Linked DNA regions of Mus musculus: region 1 is linked to region 2. Evidence: chromatin contacts called from public Hi-C data. All regions are on one chromosome and are shown on one strand. The core of a region is the stretch at or near the end of the contact, and the rest is flanking DNA. Distances in the headings are between cores, read along the strand shown.

The links. A called contact is a pair of places that touch in the nucleus more often than the background predicts.
Region 1: a contact with region 2 is called in a Hi-C map of cortical neurons, with 5 times the contacts expected there. The contact joins the promoter of Plppr4 here to the promoter of 4930455H04Rik in region 2. A contact is called at or near these places in 2 of 39 promoter capture datasets (cranial neural crest and embryonic stem cells), 3 of 484 Hi-C or Micro-C datasets (all in cortical neurons) and 2 of 9 other capture datasets (adipose tissue and pancreatic islet).

Annotation. Positions count from the first base shown.
Region 1 is chr3:117,359,213-117,362,526 of GRCm38.p6, reverse strand. Plppr4 (phospholipid phosphatase related 4) reads left to right here and starts at 1,651. Exons shown (of 7, transcript NM_177664.5): 1 at 1,651-2,503. The coding sequence starts at 2,279.
Region 2 is chr3:116,966,708-116,970,364 of GRCm38.p6, reverse strand. 4930455H04Rik (RIKEN cDNA 4930455H04 gene) reads right to left here and starts at 2,098. Exons shown (of 3, transcript NR_040596.1): 1 at 1,766-2,098; 2 at 89-162. Palmd (palmdelphin) reads left to right here and starts at 1,413. Exons shown (of 8, transcript NM_023245.3): 1 at 1,413-1,867. The coding sequence starts at 1,823. It overlaps Gm52613 (a long non-coding RNA gene), which reads right to left and starts at 3,343. Exons shown (of 2, transcript XR_003954544.1): 1 at 3,093-3,343; 2 at 2,349-2,639.

The DNA.
Region 1 (3,314 bases), core at 402-2,901, 390 kb before region 2:
TTCAGATGGGTGAAATATTTGGTAAACTATTAAAATAATGATGCATTCTAAAAATGAAATAACATACTGTAAAAGAAAAAAGAAGAGGCTGGAGAGATGGCTAAGCAGTTCAAAGCATTGCCTGCTCTGCTCTTCTAGAGAGCCTAAGTTCAGTTTCTCAGCAATCACATGGTAGCTTACAACTATCTATATAGGGTCCAATAACATTGTGTGGTATGTAGCATATATACAGACAAAGCACTCATATAAGTAAAAGGATAAACCTTTAAAATGGGAGGAGGAGGAAGAGGAGAGAGGGAGAAGAGGAGGAAGGGAGGAGGGGGAAAGGAAGTGGGGAAGAGGGAGAGGAGGAGAAGGAGAAGTAGGGGGATAAGGAAGGAGAAAGGGGAGGGGGAGGAAAGAGGAAGAAGAAAAGAAGAAGGAGGCAGAGGAGGTAGAGGAGGGAACTGAAGATTTGATTTGTGACCATTACTTAGTATGTCAAGAAAAATTTGACAGAGTTTCTAAATTTTGAGCAGAGTCATGAAGTATGTTAGTGATTAACTGTGCAATGTTGATAGAACTGCGTTCATCAACAGAGAGACATAGTAAGTACAAAGGTTTTGGGTCCCCTCACCATCAGAATCAGAAAAACTAGTGCAGTTCATCAGGTAGAATGTCCATCAGGATTCCAGGTAAAATAAAGAGGTGGGGGTGGGGGTGAGGGTTACACATAGTGGGAAGCTTCTAGAAGGGTTAACCAGAGAAATGAAATCAGTAATTGCTTTTCAGAAGTACCTTTGGGCTACTGTGTGAGGGGTAAGGCATGGCTTAAAATTTGTAAGGACTCTTTTTTTTTTCCTGCCAATCAAAACAAGACATGGTAGTGACCCGCGGTGGGGGGGGGGGGGGAGGGAGGGTGAGTACTCTGTTTTGAATAATAATATGGGATAATATAGTCTTTTTCTATAGCTTCTATTCTCTGAGTAAGATAAAGCTAGATGGTTGTGTGGCTTTTGAGAAGTTAGGAGAAGATATGTATGGAACCAAGACCAGCTAAGAAGGACACACTAGGTTTGGAAGGTGGGGGGACTTAAGCCATGGTCCCAAGGTCACGTGTTGTGGTTTTATTCTACTGTATTTAGCTGTTCAGATAAACATCTTATTTACCTGGGGTAGAGTTTCACTGAATAGTATGGTACATGAGCAATTGCACTGCAGGACTCTGAAACCTAATCTTGGCAGAAGGAGTAGAGGCAAGATGCCGCATGGGTAGTAAAATGTGAATGTTATGAATATGGCATCTAGCTTGCCAAAACCCCACTGGAGCAGCAATGGAAAAAGCCAGCTGAAAAGTAGGCTGGGGATTCAAAGTCGTGTGATTGACAGGGAAACTTTGGAAGAGCAAGAAATGACCTAGAACAGATAGGGACAGAAGTGGGTGATATCCCCATGTGTTGCTTTGTGTCCCTTGAGTGCTTCTGCTGTAGCACTTGACACTGATGGTTTGCGAAAAGAATCATAAATGTGAGAGCAACCACGGACCCTGACAACCAGGGCTTGGGCTTAGACTCCAGTGTTTGGAGTCATGCTTCCATAGTTACGGCTGTGATTCCCACAGTGCACTAGGGAATAAGAATGTGGTTAGAATATTTCCTGAGCTTTGGGGCCAGCGATGATGCCCCATTTACCCTTTCTCTTCAGATGCAGGAAATTTTCACTCTGTTCCCCAGCTGATTGGAGCTTTTTCTAGGTGCTTCCCTGGGAGTTACCTCCCTAGAGATCAGCAGGCAGGGCTGTCACGCTTGGGTAGCAGCCAGCTCCCAGTGAATTCCTTCTGTGGCCTACTTGTCCTTATGAAGTCCGAGTTTTAATTTTGCACAGGTAGGAGGTCTCTTTTGCTATGGATAGGGCGGATAACGGTGCTACCATTAGAAAACAGGCTTCTGTTTTCTAGGAAGGCAAGAGGAACCCCAGGTAGGGGACCTTGTGAGACCAGGTGACTTGGCTCCTCAGCCTTGCTTCTACAGAAACCAGGAGTGCTTCCCCCCACTCTTCCCTATTTTTGACGTCAAGCTCAACCAGCCAGCAGAGGAGCCTCACGGCTTGGGCGGTGGAGAGAGAGCCCAGGGAGAGTGGCAGGGAGGGGAAGCCATCTCAGCAACAGCTTGGAGAGGGAGCTGCTATCCCTTGCCCGCAAAACACGGACTAAAGCCAGGCTGAAGAAGACCTGCGGGCTCGGGCTCGGGGATCCGCGGGGTTACTGCAAAGAGGGGCGGGGAAAAGGCGGGGGCGCTGCATGCAGCGCGCTGGTTCCAGCGGTGCCCGCGGGGAATGTGACATCAGCGGCGCCGGGCGCTTGCGGCTGGAGCAGGCAGCTCGCCTCGGTGGCCGCACGGTGCACACCTCGCCCGGGGGAGGACTTGGAGCCCGGCAGGCGGCCGGGATGTCGGCGAAGGAGAGGCCAAAGGGCAAAGTGATCAAGGACAGCGTCACCCTCCTGCCCTGTTTTTATTTCGTTGAGGTGAGTTGGCCCAGCGCCCTGGCATAATGCAGATCTTTCCGGACAGCTCCGGAGCTAATTCGGGTCCTGGGCGGGATTGGTGACCACACCGGAGCACCAAGGGCTTGAGCCACTGCCTTTCCTAAATGCTCGACCCTTTCCCTTTCCTCCCACAGGTTTTTCTCCAGAGCTCCCCTGAGTCTGCCTGTGGACACCTGCCAGCACCGCCTGGTTATCACTAGGGGCGGCTTGCTGGGTGGCCTTCCAGGAAGGGATACCTGTGAGAGTACTGGTCTAGTTTTTGGCCCTGTAGCGCCAGTTGTGCACAGCATATATCAGTGCCCCAGAGGGGCCATGATGCCTGTATTTTGAAATTTGTGTTTTTCAATTTGCTGACTATTTCTAGAACTCTGTGAGCTTTTGGTGGGAATTCAAAAGCATACAGTTTTGCCTAGACTGTAGGACCAGAAATGTTTATGTGGTATTAGGATTATCGGTGGCTTCTATTAACCCCCCTAAACCCGTCTCCTACTACAGTTGCTATGGTACTTCATCTGCTTCTAAAATTGGGTCATTTCTAGATGTCAGTCAACAATCGACTGGCCTTTAGCCATGGTGTGTGTGGGTGTGTGCACAGACACATACATATATCCATGTACATATATATATAGCTCAGTGTAGATATATGCATAAACGAGTGAATATATATTTCAAATGTATGACATCATCTGAGTTCACTTTGTGTGTGTGTGTGTGTGTGTGTGTGTGTGTGTGTGTGTGTGTGTATCTGTGCTTTTATTCTGACCTGAGCAATATTTCGGTTAAGCAATTA
Region 2 (3,657 bases), core at 849-3,348:
GTTTAGATCATTGGTCCATTTATCAATGGACAACCTTATTTCTTTGGTGCCTAAGTTTTGATGTTCTTTCTATATTCTAAATACTAACCCTTTGTGATTTCAGATTCTTGAAAGCGATAATCTTGTTCTTCCGGTGACTGGCTCAGGGTGTGGCCTCTGTGGCTGGGGAGATCCAAATAAAAGTATGAAGCAATCTAAGGTCTATACGTTTCTGCAGAATAGAATAACACAAGGTTCTACCTAGAGTTTTCCTATCCGTCTATAAGCATCTCCGGGAGTTTGGCAGAGGAGGAGGCTTGGTCCAGCTCCCGCATGAAGATTGATTTAACCTTCAGCCCGTGTCTCTCTTTGCCCAGTGCCCTTGGGCATTGCTTGATGAATGGCTTTACAAAGTCAGACAGCTGACATCCCCATCCTGGCTTTGCTACTTATTAGCCATGTGGCAAATGATCTCCCTGAGCCTGTTGCCTCATTTTAAAATAGGAATAATAGCACCTATCTCTCAACACCCCTAAGATAAATAAGATGAGATGCATTTGTCTATGGACAAATATTAGCTACTACTATAACAAATATCAAAAGCACAAAGAAATGTACGCCAGTGTGTTCAGTGTCAGCCTTGTCTATTTAACCTCCCTGCCTGAATGGTGATATTAAAGGGCTGATCCAAACACATAATAATGTGGTGGATGGTAATTGGGGCTCACCACATCAACATGCACTTAAAGAATAGGTGGGAAAAAGAAAACAAAGTCCATTGCAAAGCTTCCTGGGCTCTGCTCTGACCTGAGTTTCCCCGGGGTTCACTGCCTTCCTTAAAGGGCAGGGACTGTCCACCCAGGGCACACTTTCACAGGCTCGCTCCTTGCTCTTGCATAACTTCAGGCTGTCAAAATGGGCACCTTCCTGAAATTGAAGATTGTCGGGGTTTGTTTTTTTGTTTTGTTTTGTTTTGTTTTTTGTTTTTTGTTTTTTGTTTTTTTTGAATGGGGTCCAAAAAAGGTGCTGCAGTCCCCAGATATCCAACATCAATCATCACGTTAACACCTTTGGGTTTTTTTGTTTTGTTTTGTTTTGTTTTGCTTTCCAAGACCTAAGAGTCTAAGGTCTCTGTCAGAAGGCTGCCTGCGGTGGGACTTTGAGAGGGGAGCTGAGCTTGATGCAAATATTCTACTCTAAGGGTTCTTCGGTTACTAAAGGAGCCATCACCATTACCTAAAGCCAAGCAGAGGGAGATAACAAACAAGTGACTTAGCACTTCTCTCTCTCTCTCTCTCTCTCTCTCTCTCTCTCTCTCTCTCTCTCTCTCTCTCTCTCATCCCCCCCCCCCCCCCGAGATAAACTAAGCGAGATAACTTTAAACACACACAGGCTCACAGGAAAACCTGGGCTGCCCGGACCCCGACACTCAGCACGGCAGCTCCCTGCGCCACTCCTGGAAAATAATGACTTGGGTAAGGAACAGTTAATAAGAAAATGTGTCTCGCTAACCGTGCACAGCACAACAAAGAGCTGGCAGCCCCTGAAGGAAAAGGGCTTGTGCGGCTGCCGTTCAAACTTGTCAGTCAACTCGTGCCAGCAGCCTCAGCGTCTGCCTCCCCAGTGCACCCTCATTACATGTGTCTGTCTGGCCTCATCTGTGCATGGGCTCTGAGCCGCTCCGCTCCTGACAGTTCGGAATTCTCTTCCTCTCTCCCTGCTGCAAAGAGCGGATTTCTCTCCGTGTCTCTTCTGTCATCTCCAGCTCCCCTCTCCAAGGACGCACCTTGATTTATGGTAGCTTTGGACTTCCTTCAGCGTCTGCCTGTCCTTGACTTCTAGAATGGAAGAAGCTGAGCTGGTGAAGGGAAGACTCCAGGCCATCACTGTAAGTCTACATAGAGTTTTAAGTCAGTAAGGTGGTTGCTTAGACAAACGGCACCGGCACCGGCACCGGCACCGGCACCGGCACCGGCACCGGCACAGGCGACGTTGCTAGCTGTCCTTGTCTCCCAGGCCTTCCAAGTAGAGAAACAGAACTAAGCCTTCGTGGACTCTGGTCTGCTTCTCTTAACCCTTGTGACCCTCCATGACACTGGGGCTTCAGAACCTGAGATCCAGGGAAATGGTTCTGGAATTTACAGATGGTGTTTGCATTCTAAACGATAATCAAGGGTTGTTTGCTTGTTTGCTTGTTTTTATAAATAGTTTGTAAACTCTCCTCACCTTCTGTGGATATCTGAAGTTTAGGGTTTTTTCTTCAAATTCCTTCTATCGGACAAATGTTCTTATAGATGCCTAACTGGAAAACTTTTCAAAGCAATGAATAGAACCCCCAAAAGTTTTTTTTTAAAGAGGTAGATCAAAAGGAAGAAAATCGGAAACATTTTTATTCATGTGTCAAAGTATATTCCAGACAAACCTAACTGAATTAAAGCAAAGCTTGGTGTATGTATGTATGCATATATATATATGCGAAGTATTAAAACAGAAGAAAAGTAGCGAAGGCACGCATCAGAGTAATTCTCGCAGATCAGTTTTCCAGTACAGAAGGACAGACATAGTCCGAATAAGGTCTCAATACAGGAGCCATGCACAAGATGGACTTGGAAAATATTTCCCTAATTCCGGGAAGAAAAGTAGTACACTTGATGTTTGTTCTGGGGAAAAAAAAAATCAAAGCAAGAAATGAGTCACTTTTCTTAAATGATACCATTCTTTTTCTCATTTGCTTCCAAACTGCTGTATGTGACGATAACCTGGAAGTCCCTGACCTGGTCATCTATCGTTATTAGCTGTAACTTTTGATAGCATTTTTGCAAGGAAAAGCAACTTGGCAAATCCACACCCCTGTGCGTCACATTTTCTGACACTGAAATTAACCGTCAAAAAAGAAGTAACTACTTTCTGAAAAACTGACACTAAATCAAGGTAGATAGGAGGTTATCCAACTCTTTGCTCCTCAAATTCTCACAATTAATTAAGCAAATCCTAATTTAGGTTTTGTTGTGCATACACACACACACACACACACACACACACACACACACACACTAAGGGAATATAGCGGGGGTTTTTTCCCTCCTACCCAGAAAGGATAAATAAAAACCTACTTTCTTCACCAGTGAAAAGGAGCCAAGAGTCCACTAAGCAGCCTGGGCACCTTTCTATAGAGAGTACTTTTTAATTTCTGAATTCTAATTACTGTATTTTTTCCTTTCATCTTAAAAACCTTGGCCTGGATTTTTGTTTGTTTTGTTTTGTTGTTAAATCCGGCCACAGCTTCAGCTGTCCTCCTAGAAGGGACAGGAACTCCACTGTGCTCTGTTGTTCTTGGCATGGCCCTTTCACATTACAGCTGTTGGCTAAAGGTTACTTCACTGGGCCGTGTGAGTCGCTCACAACTAGGTTCCATTTCTCCCCACGGCTTTACCTCCCGGATAACCAAATGAAACAGTTGACTCGGTGATGCACACAGACACCTTCTTCTGTGTCTCTGCTACTGAACTGGGGAACATCTTATTTTAAGGTCTTGCTAAGTGTGGTTTGCAGCTTAGAGCATTTAGTGAACTAGGGCATGGTCCAAGTAGATGGCGGCTGAGAGTTATTCAGAAAGCCAAGGAATTTTCACTGAGGCTTCAGGTGCAATTAGATATAGAAGATCAAAATGCCTTAAAA